2 separate regions of the Sus scrofa genome follow, and region 2 is linked to region 1. The links are chromatin contacts, called in public HiChIP or PLAC-seq maps. All regions are on one chromosome and are shown on one strand. The core of a region is the stretch at or near the end of the contact, and the rest is flanking DNA. Distances in the headings are between cores, read along the strand shown. Region 1 overlaps MSN (moesin). Region 2 has its middle 44 kb from the start of VSIG4.

Region 1 (5,695 bases), core at 2,191-4,690:
TGCTGTGGCTGTGGCGTAGGCTGGTGGCTACAGCTCCGACTGGACCCCTAGCCTGGGAACCTCCATATGCTGTGGGAGCGGCACAAGAAATAGCAAAAAGACAAAAAAAAAAAAAAAAGGAATCAACAGCTTCAGATAATTCTAAGGCCCAACCAAATTTGGGAACTTCTGGCATGGAATCAATCAGCCTCTCATGGGCTAGTGTTAATATGGCCAGGGGGATGCTTGATGGAAGAGAAACACAGCAGGTAGAGAGCAGTCTGTGTGGACCTCTGAGCCCAGTGAAGGGCTCCCCAGAGTTGAATGCAGCCACCTCCACAAAAGATCAGAGATGCAATCAATCCTGCTACTGCCCCCAAAGCCCCTGCTACTTGCCCCTCCCTACCAAAGTATCATCATTTCTCACCACCACAGACACTAATGTGCACTAAAGCAATTTCTCTCTTGTAGGAGGAACATAGCTTTGTACTCTAAAAACCTGAGCTCAGGATCCCGATCTACCAATAACAAGCCATAATCTCTCGATCTTCCCACCTGTAAAATGGGCATAATGACACCCATCTGGCACAGTGTTGTACAGTGCTAATGTGGTGTTTACCAAACTTAGCTAATTGGAAATCATTTGGGGCACTAGTTTAAAAACCCAGATTCCTGGACCCCACTCCAAGCTTACTGAAACAGACTCTCCAAGAGGAGGAGCTTGGCAATCAACAGTTTTGTCCAAGGTGATTCTTATCTTCCAGGAAGTTTAAAGAAACATCACCTGGCACCAGATGGGTGTCATTATGCCCATTTTACAGGTGGGAAGATCGAGAGATTATGGCTTGTTATTGGTAGATCGGGATCCTGAGCTCAGGTTTTTAGAGTACAAAGCTATGTTCCTCCTACAAGAGAGAAATTGCTTTAGTGCACATTAGTGTCTGTGGTGGTGAGAAATGATGATACTTTGGCCTAAATTAGTTGATGGAGGAGCCCTTTTCCTACCAACACCCCAGGGAGTAGGAAGCCCCTCTTGTCAACAAAAAGGAAGCTGACCCAAAGGGCTCCTCCATCAACTAATTTAGGCCAAAGAAGGGAAAGTGTTCCTGGTGCACCACTAAGGAAAGCAAAGGGTCCAAGACTGAGACATGAAGGCAACAAGAGATAATCTCATCCCATTTAGAAGAGACAGGTTGGAGTCGGGCAGAGAATGGCTTGGAAAGCCCCAAAGGAAACCACAGCACATTCTTAAGGTTGATTCACAAATATATGACAGAGAAGGTGGGCTCTGGAGGGAGGTCCTGGAGGCGCTGCAAGTCTCTACGCCTCTTGAAGCATCAGTTTCCCTACAAGTGAAATGGGAACAACAATGCCTACTTCACGAGACTGTTTTGAGGACAGTATTATCTCCTTTACTTACTGGAAAGAATCTGGTTGGGCACCTACATGTATTAGATGTTTGTTATACTTTAGTTCCTTTTTCCTACAACCTCATTATCCAATCCAGGACCTCTGGCTCACCCTTATACAATAATAACCCCAACCCCATGTGCACAGTGCTTTACAGTTTAAAAACCATTTCTCCACATACATTCTTGCTCTGTATGAAAGGCAGGGCAGAGACAAGCACCATTTTATAGATGGGAGAAATGGGGAGGCTCAGTGAGGTAAATGGTAATTTGCTCAAGTGTGAAGGAGACAGGACTAGAACCCAGGTCTCCCCAGCTACTAGTAAGTTCATTGTTCTTTGCCCTCCCAAGTTTCTATTATTTAAGGTTGCAAAGGAGTCTTTCCAAAGGCTTACTTTTTTACCATTTATTTCATCTAAGAAATCTAGTGGCCTCTGGCCTCTTTCTCTTTCTCAGGGTGATACAGGAAGGGGTTTTCCTTGGGACTGGAGAAGATCAAGGCAGTATGGACGGGGTGGGAACAGTCTTGTAGTGGAGGGAGCCATACCATTAGCCAGGATCAACCAGCCAAGAACAGTGGGCCAGTAACCTTGAGATAGTCCCTTCCCCTTCTAGGTCTGAGTGTCCCCAACTGTACTAGGTAGGTCTTGATCAGTGGTTTTCAATTGCATTGCTTTTTTTCTTTTTAGCAGCTCTCTGCCTCTTTAATCGCCCAAACAGAAAATTGCAGGAAACTTTAAGATACAAAGTACATAAAAGTAGAACCATTCTGGTTGAAGGAGAACTACAGCTCCCCAGCCAGTTTGACCAAATACAGTTTGCACTGGACTAGCAGTTTGGGGGAAGAGAAGGAGCTCCAGTTTTAACCTTGTAAAATTCTACTCATCTTAACTCTGCACTGATTCCTTATAGGACTTAAAAACTCCTGGGCCTAAGTTTCCCCATATGAGGTGGTTGGATCAGTTGACCTCTATGGGCCTTTTTTCTGCCTTGTGATTCTAGGAAAAAGGAGCCTAGTAATCCCCCGGTGGAGAACTGTGAAGAAACCAACAAGAACAAAGTCTCATCCCTACCCCAGAGAACCCCTTTGCCTCTGATGACTCTGAACTCAGCTCTTCAGGCAGTTCCTCAAGCACTGGGTAAAGGGCGGCTTCGCTGGTGGGCAGACAGGCAGGAAGGAGGGTGCCCCACCCTCCCTTGAACAGGAAGCTAGCTACATCCTCTTTTCCCCAGGCAGCACATCTCCAAAGGTCCCCAGCAGAAGTAGTGGGGGCAGGGAAAAGAAGAGGACGGGGGAGTTCCTGTCGTGGTGCAGTGGTTCCGACTAGGAACCATGAGGTTGCAGGTTCGATCCCTGCCCTTGCTCAGTGGGTTAAGGATCCGGCGTTGCCATGAGCTGTGGTGTAGGTCGCAGACATGGCTCGGATCCCACATTGCTGTGGCTCTGGCGTAGGCCAGCAGCAAAAGCTCTGATTAGACCCCTAGCCTGGGAACCTCCATATACCATGGGAGTGGCCCTAGAAAAGGCAAACAGAAAAAAAAAAAAAAAAAAAAGAGGATGGGGCCTGAAAGGAAACTGAGCATGCAAATCACCTCAGTGTGCCAGGGGAAGCGAGTGACTAGGTCCTGGGAAAGAGTAGCAAAGGAACTCCATTCTTTACTGGGGCCCAGCTCCCCTGACAAAACCTTGTCAAAATGACCTATGGCTAAAGGAGTCAGAAGGCTGGTACAGCAAGCAGCCTGGGCCCACCCACTCCTTGCCACTGAGTTTCTCCAGCTTGAGGAGCTGGGCCTCATTCACAGCTGTTTCCAGTTCTTTCTTAGAGTAAGAACACAGATACCATGCCATGGGGTGGATGGGTATAGACATGAGTTAACACTCAAGAATAGAGGGGCTCGTCATGCCTCTCAAAGCCAACGGAGGCAAGCAGCTACCCACTTGGCCACACTACCAGCCCACTTTCCCGTGCCCACCCCCATACCCTGTGACTGCAGCCCAGCCCTCCCCACATCCTGTTCTCAGAGAACACGTGGCTGCCTGGGGAAAGATAATGTCATTACCACACTTCTCCTCCCTTCAGAAGGCTTTGGTTGACTGGGGAGGGAGCTGGAGTTCTCTGCTTAATCAAGCTGAAAAATCTGCAGTAATCTCCCAGTTTCACAGACAAGGACAAGAATGTGACCAGCTAACCACAGAAGCACCTTCCACACTGGAGAATCCATGCCTAGAGAAAGCTGGTGATAGTCCAAAGTACTGGAAAAAGGAATTTTCTGAGAAAACACAAATTGGCAACTTCTACATTTGGAAACTGAAAGACAATATGCCAATGCTCTTCTCAGGAGATATAAAAACACATTAAACTTATTTTTTAAAGGTTCCCAAACATTGCTGAAGTCTCACTACACATGGTTTTAGATGCCAGTCTCAGCATTTCTGCTAAAGCAACATAATTTGCAGAGGGTGTTAATGGGCCTAGAGTGGCTCTGGCCACTGGGCAAAATAAAATGACTTCAGGCCAATAGGAACACGTCCTCCAACAAGCTCAGAGAAAGAAATGGTGAGGGGTTACCACAGTCTGAGCCCACTCATTCATTGTTCAATTTCCCTTCACTCCTTTCTGACCAGCTGACACACTGGCTCCCCCTTGTCTTTCCTTCCCAGACTATAAGTAGCAAAGAATGTGGCTGAACATTCCATCTGCATATTCAGGGAGTGCCTCCTCATTCATCCAGGGTGAGAAAACAGAAGGCAGATGCCATTCCACAGCACTGCCTCACTAAATGCGGACCTTCAGTGTGGCATGATCCTGGGCAAAGCTTGTATGGGAGACCTTGGCCAACTACCCCTAAACAAGTTGTCCCCAGTCCCACTCAGCCTGCTACTCTCCCACACCTAATCTTGCAGCCCAATCTAACTTTTGCCCCCATCAAGGAACAAGGATATCTTGTAGGCCTTAGGAAAATATCAACTCTTAGCACCTGCCTCCAGTGGATGTGCTGAAGGCTAAAGAGTGGCATCATACCTGCCCTAGTTATCTCTGTTTGTAGCCACTAGCTCACAGGCTTCATTTTTGTCATGGTCATCTTCTGGGAAGCAGAGGTATAGAGAGCCCAAATAATGCCCTTGAGCTTGGTGGATCTATGATTGTTTTTGGAGAAGTCCTGAGGCAGGGTGAGGGAGGCGATTAGTAAGAGAACAGGGACATGACATTCAGCTTGTTACTTTTGGTCCTTACATAGATTAACATAACTTCTCCAAAAGCTAGCTTAGTATGTTTTTTTTTTTTTTTTGAGTTGACAAAGCCACATCTTGCCCTCCAAACCACAAGCTCAGTTACTAATTTACTGAGACCAGTAAAAACTGTTTAACCTATCCAACCAACAACACCAAGGTTTTTAGCACCCCTACCACTAGAAACATACAATCATTGTACCCCCCTAGTGATAAGGTGAGCATGCATGAAACCACTCACCTCCAACACATACACAACATCAGAATTCTTCAAGTAGAGTAAGAAGCACCTCCACTCTAACTTTGGTCTAGTTTCTTCAAATAGCAGCAGGAAAGAGGCCCACCAGAAGCTCTACAGAAATTACCCAGTAGCTTCCCTCAGGCAATAGATATTGTTCCATAATACAAAGTGAGCCCTAAAATTTTACCTACAATTCTAATAAGACCTAGAAAAGCAAACATGGACCACATCTTACCTACCCCAGGTATTTCAGAAGGAACTCTATCCCTGACACAGTCACATATATACATACACTGGTTTCACATATCACTAAGTTATCAGACACCCAATATGGATCAGGCTTTGAGATGATTCTAATGCTTGCACATGTGCATGTGTGAAAGAAAGTAACCAAGTATGTGATAGTATTTTTTTGTTGGTGAGGGGTTGCAAGTAGATGCGGAATTACCATGCTGTACAGCAAAAGCAGTAATAGAGGTAATCAGAGGAACTGTGGAAACATAAAGGGGCATCCAGGCCACAATGGAAAAGGCAGGAGGGCAAGAGGTTTCTAGAGAAAGAGAAGACATTTCCTGAATGATAAATAATATTTGCACAAGAAAAGAAAGATGTTTAAAGGAAAGGGAAGCTTATGGTATTCCAGGTAGGCAAATAGCCTATACAAGGACACAGGGGAAAAAAACACTGTGTGCGCCCTCCAAATGCCACAGGGAAATATATAATGTATGAAAACCCTCCCCAAAATACAAAGTTAAGGATAAAGGCCTCCTTTCCCTGCTCCCTGACCCTCTTGCCAGAACCTAACAGAAGTGAATCACTAGAGACCTTTCCACC
Region 2 (5,242 bases), core at 1,468-3,967, 220 kb before region 1:
CCATTTCTAGGGCCGCTCCCGCAGCATATGGAGGTTCCCAGGCTAGGGGTCGAATCGGAGCTGTAGCCACCGGCCTACGCCAGAGCCACAGCAACGCGGGATCCGAGCCGCGTTTGCAACCTACACCACAGCTCACGGCAACGCTGGATCCTTAACCCACTGAGCAAGGGCAGGGACTGAACCCTCAACCTCATGGTTCCTAGTCAGATTCGTTAACCACTGTGCCACGATGGGAACTCCTAATATGCCAATTTTATAGGACAAAATCTCAGAGGGATTTTTTGCTTTGGGTAGAGGGCTCTCACTTGTCCCTACTCCTATGTACAAAGAGCTATGCCCTCTCCCCTGTTAGAAATTGGAGTGGGCTCAAAAGACTTTGGAAGGAGTTCCCATTGTGGTTCAGTGGAACAGAACCTAACTAGTATCCAAGAGGACATGGGTTTGTTCCTTGACCCCCTCAGTGGGTTAAAGGATCTGGAATTGCTGTATAAGTTGTGGTGTAGGTCAAAGACCAAGCTCGGATCTGGAATTGCTGTGGCTGTGGTGTAGGCCAGCAGCTGTAGCTCCAATTTGACACCTAGCCTGGGGACTTCCATATAACTCATGTTTGGCCCTAAAAAGCAAAAAAATAAATAAATAAATAAATAAAAAAGGACTATGAAAGATTCAGGGTATTTGCAGATGAACTTCGTTTCCCTTGAGATTATTTGTTTGAGAAGTTTAGTAACCAAATTGTTGCACTGTTATCAATGGGATAAGCCTTAGAACCCAGTGAAGTTGGTTTCATAGTGAGGCAGGATTGGTGAACATAGTAGTAAAAGAGAAGAATTACCCTCTCTTTCTTTCCCCTGTACTCCTCTCCCATTTTTTTTTCATTTTTTCTTCTACACATTCCTCTCTCATCTTCTCTTCCTTCTTTTCTCTCTCATTTTTCTCTCCTTCTCTCCTTTATCTTCTATTCTTTCTCAAGCATGGATAGATATTAAGACTAGCACTAAGGTAAACCTGAGCCTGAGCCTGAGCCTGAGGTTATAAATTGGTACAGCACTTTGGGTTTGCAGAGAAAAGAAGGGGGAGGAAGAAGAGGAGGAGAAGAAGAAAAGAGGTCTATAGAAAGCAAATGAAAATGAATTTGAAACTTTCACCAAGTCTTCTCCCATGAAAGCACAAAGATTTTGGACTTTATATCTAACCCCTTTACAATGCCTCTGCCTCAACCAAGATAAGGCTTATCTATCCAAAACACTGTGCTGCAGTTTCTGCTCTTCCTGTAAATATCTGCTGCTAAGAAAAGCTTTGCTGGCATCTAAAGGCAAAACCATACTGTCAAAGGGCTCACAAATGACTTCCTCCCTCTGCTTCCAAGATGGAGTCTCCCTATGCCTATCTTCTTCCTGGGCAGTGCCAAAATTCTGATGGGTCCACTTAATTTTTAGTTGAGATGAGACTGTCTTAGTCTTGCCCCAGTTGATCAGGCCTGGAGTTGAAGAATAATGTACTTATTCATTGGACAACCTGAGGCAAAAATGCTTCATCTTCCAAGGCTTTAGATTTCTAACAGGAATATAGCGGTCATGGACTAGTTAATCTCTCTGAGCTATAAAAGCCCTTAGGGACCAAATATCTTCACTTCCTTGTTATGGAGATAAGAATGCTGGGACTGAAAAAAAATTTTAAAAAATGTGGGAAAGGGATTGGCTTGTTCCTGGCACACAGTAGCCACTTAGTAAATGCCAGTTCTTCTCTGCACCATTTAAAAAAACTTTTAGCAGCAATGGTTCTAATAGTAAAGGGATTCCTAAGGGTGCATCCAGTGCCATTCCTGCATACTACACTGCCTCCAGATGGCTATCAACCCTAGTTAGGTGGATTATGTACAATTCTGGCTCTTTCTTAGCTCTGGACCATGGAACTTCTCTTCAATCCATGGTTTACTCTTTTTCATCCTTCAAGTCTTAGCTTAAAATATCCTCTCCTGGAATGGCCTCCCTTCCAACTCAAGGTAAAGTAGCTCTCCTTACCTCTTTTCTCTCACATAGTCAAAACCATATTAATTTCCTCCCTAGTACTTACTACCATTTGGAATAGTTTATTTTGGGGTCAATTTACTTGTTTTTTACTGATCACCTCCCTGGTTCTGGAGTCTGCATTTGTGACTGTGAGTTCTTTGAGATAAATAGGAATGGTGTTTTATTCACTGATATATTTGCTAGTGCTTAGCATATTACCTGGCACATGGTAGAAGACATTAAATAATATTTAGTAAGTAAATGACTCCTGCCTCTGACCCAACTTAAGTCAGGATGAGAGAAGTTGACATTATTGAGGTAACTATTATGCTTAGGCTGAAATTGAGAAGTTGAAGGCATGGAAAGGCCAGAGAACTATTGAGTCACATGGACATGAGACTCTAGCAAGAGCAGAGATCAAGGTCTTGACATGGAGGGACAATTAGGTAAGTATAGTTTAGCAGTTGAGTAGGGAAATAGGCTTCCTTATGGTCTACTTCTCTGGGCCTCAATATCCTCATGTGTAAAACAAAGGTCATAATCTTTGCTCTGCCTACAATACAGGGCTGCTTTCAGATCTGATGTAATAATAGATGTGAAGAAGGAAAGTAGGATGGGGTGGGAACTTATGAGTGGGTGGCTTATCTACCACCACCCCTAGCCCAGGCTTGGCCTGAGGTGGCTTCTGTAACTGCCTCCCCAGCAGTTACTCACTGCAGAGTCATTGTTAAAAGGAAGTCCCAAAAACAGTAGTCGGACTTTTAGCCCATACCACCTTGGTTGCTCAAGAATGACAGTTGGCTTTTGCATCAGTGCCTCTGTACCATTCTTTCTCCACCCTACCCCCACCCCCATATTACCTCCTCAAAGCGTATGTGTGGCAATTTCCAAGCTGGCATTTCTCCACCACTGTGGCAATAGTCTGGTCTCTCAGGGACCCTGGGATGGGGGCCTCAGGTGATGGGGGTAGGAGGAACCAGATTCTCTTAATCTCTCAAAATGACCCTTATCTGTCTGGGAACATGTATTTCAAGTCATCCTGCTTTCCCTTCAACTACTTATACCTTTTGAAGTTTAGTTTAATTTTACAACTTGGACTCGTCTTCTTAGGGCCCAGCATCAGTAATTCAGCTCAAATAAGATCACATACTATAACCGGTAAATAGGTTAGGAGCCTAGTTTTACCTATACCTAGCTCTACTTCAGTCCAATATCACCATCTTAATCACAAAAATCATGTTGATCATGTTGGAGAGTGAGATAGGGAAGATACACATCCTTGGCAATGTCCTTTGCCTATTTTTCATTAACTAATTTAACAAACACATGAGTTATTACTCTGAGTCAGGTTTCTGTCTAGTGGGGAAGATAGCCAAATAAACAGACTGTTACAATTTGGCCAAAGTGCTCATTACCATAATATATTCAAATATAATATGTAATGCAATATGTATAAGCTATAGTATAGCATGTATAATGTGTAATATAGTATGTATAAACTACAGCGGCAAAACAAGAGTGATCAACTTTCTGAGGAGGGCAGGAGCAGTTTCATAGAGACAATTTTAAATGAGACTTGAGGATAAATAAGAGGATAACTGGCAGTTTGCAGGTAAGGGTGGGAAGAAGGGTATCATAGTCATTCAAGAATAGTATTCTAAAATATCATGTGTATATATATATATATGCATGTGTGTGAAATAGGTAATTTGGAGTGACTAGAATTCTGTATGATTTGAGAGCAAAATTTATGTTGAAAAAAGTGGCAGTAGACGAAACTGGATAGATGTACAGGTCCATATAGCTGAGAACCTAGAATATCATGCTGAGTTTAGAATTTGTCCCCCAAAACAAGGAAAAGTTATTGAAGGTAGTAGAAAAATTCATTTAGCAATTCCCAGAAGTATATTTTCTGGATCCATATTTGAAGAGTCTAACAAATGTGCAATTAGTTATTGGAACAATAGGAACAACTATTAGATATGAAGCTATGCTAGGAAGTCTGAAATCTATGTCCATCATATTTATGATTACCACTGCCTAAAGATAGAATTGTCCAATTTTAGATCAAAGATATATAAATATAGACCAAATTTTTATTTTGTATAGTTGTTTATAGAATGTCAAGAGCTCAAACTTTCTCAAAGGATTAAATATCAGCCAAAAATAAAAAAAGAGACAATTCTGCAAGAAAAACAAGATTTTGCTAACAGAAGGGAAATGAGGGGTTGCCAAGAAACCCTGAAATTCTAGTTCTAGAGGTGGAGGAATTGGAAGCTGAAGGGAAGAGATGTAGCTATTAGATGGCAATCAATATCTTGACACCTCTCACTGAACATCCTTCTTCTCAAAAATATCTTATTTATATGCCCCTTTATGCAGCTGATCTTTATTTATTTAAAATTAAAAGGAGGACTAGGTTCAGTTCAAGCTCTGAGGAACTTAGTATAGTGTTATGAGTTATGTCCTCCTAAAATTCATATGTTGAACCCCTAGTATATCAGAATGTGACTATAGAAAATTTAAAGAAGTTATTAAGTTAAAATGTGGCCATTATAAGGGACTTTAAACAAATATAACTGGTGTGCTTGTAAGAAGAAAAATATTGGACACAAAAAGAGACACCAGGGATGTATTCATGTGTAGGAAAATCATGTGAGGGATCAGTGACAAGGTAGCCATCTGTAAGCAAGGAAAGGGTCCTGGGGAGAAATAAAATCTTCTGACCCCTTAATCTTAAAGTTCTAACCTCCAGAACTGTAATAAAATAAAATTTTGTTTTTTAAGCTACCCAGTCTGTACTACTTGTTATGGCAACCCTAGAAAACTCATAAAGGCAAAAAATTGTTTTAGTTCACTGTTCACTGATGCCTTTCTCATGGCATCATGAGTCCCTGGCAAAGAGTCCTTATTAGTAGTCTGGCAAAATCTCTCTCCTCACCACTATGACCAGGTCACCTCATTGGCCACAACACCAAAGTAATTAGGCTAGCTCCTTCTCTCTTCTACTTCAGGTCTGGACAAGGTACCATGTGATTTTTGCAACTGGTATATTTTATTCCTTCTGTTAGGTCCTCAGAAATAGTCAGAAAGAGGATAGCTATGGCAGGAGTTTCATAGGTGGGAGGTCCCACCAAATTTTAGGTAAAGTAAAATGAAAAGGCAGAAAAGCCCTGCATTTGGAGTCAAGAGAATTTCTGTGTTCAGCTCTACTCACAACTAGTCATGTAACT

Evidence for each region. HiChIP or PLAC-seq counts read pairs in DNA pulled down with a chosen protein or histone mark.
Region 2: an H3K27ac HiChIP or PLAC-seq map of alveolar macrophages shows a contact between it and region 1. The contact joins two enhancer-like sites. A contact is called at or near these places in 1 of 47 Hi-C or Micro-C datasets (subcutaneous adipose tissue) and 1 of 2 datasets of contacts at active chromatin or transcription factors (alveolar macrophages).

Annotation. Positions count from the first base shown.
Region 1 is chrX:51,929,071-51,934,765 of Sscrofa11.1, reverse strand. All of the region lies in intron 1 of MSN (moesin), which reads right to left. Among named protein-coding and RNA genes, the nearest start is that of MSN, 29 kb to the right of the region's middle. Within about 2 kb of position 3,440, at least 26 of the 83 cell types and tissues checked have an H3K27ac peak or open chromatin away from gene starts, as enhancers often do. A contact at or near this core is called in alveolar macrophages, where this site is marked.
Region 2 is chrX:52,151,491-52,156,732 of Sscrofa11.1, reverse strand. No RefSeq gene overlaps it. Among named protein-coding and RNA genes, the nearest start is that of VSIG4, 44 kb to the left of the region's middle. Within about 2 kb of position 2,717, at least 2 of the 83 cell types and tissues checked have an H3K27ac peak or open chromatin away from gene starts, as enhancers often do. A contact at or near this core is called in alveolar macrophages, where this site is marked.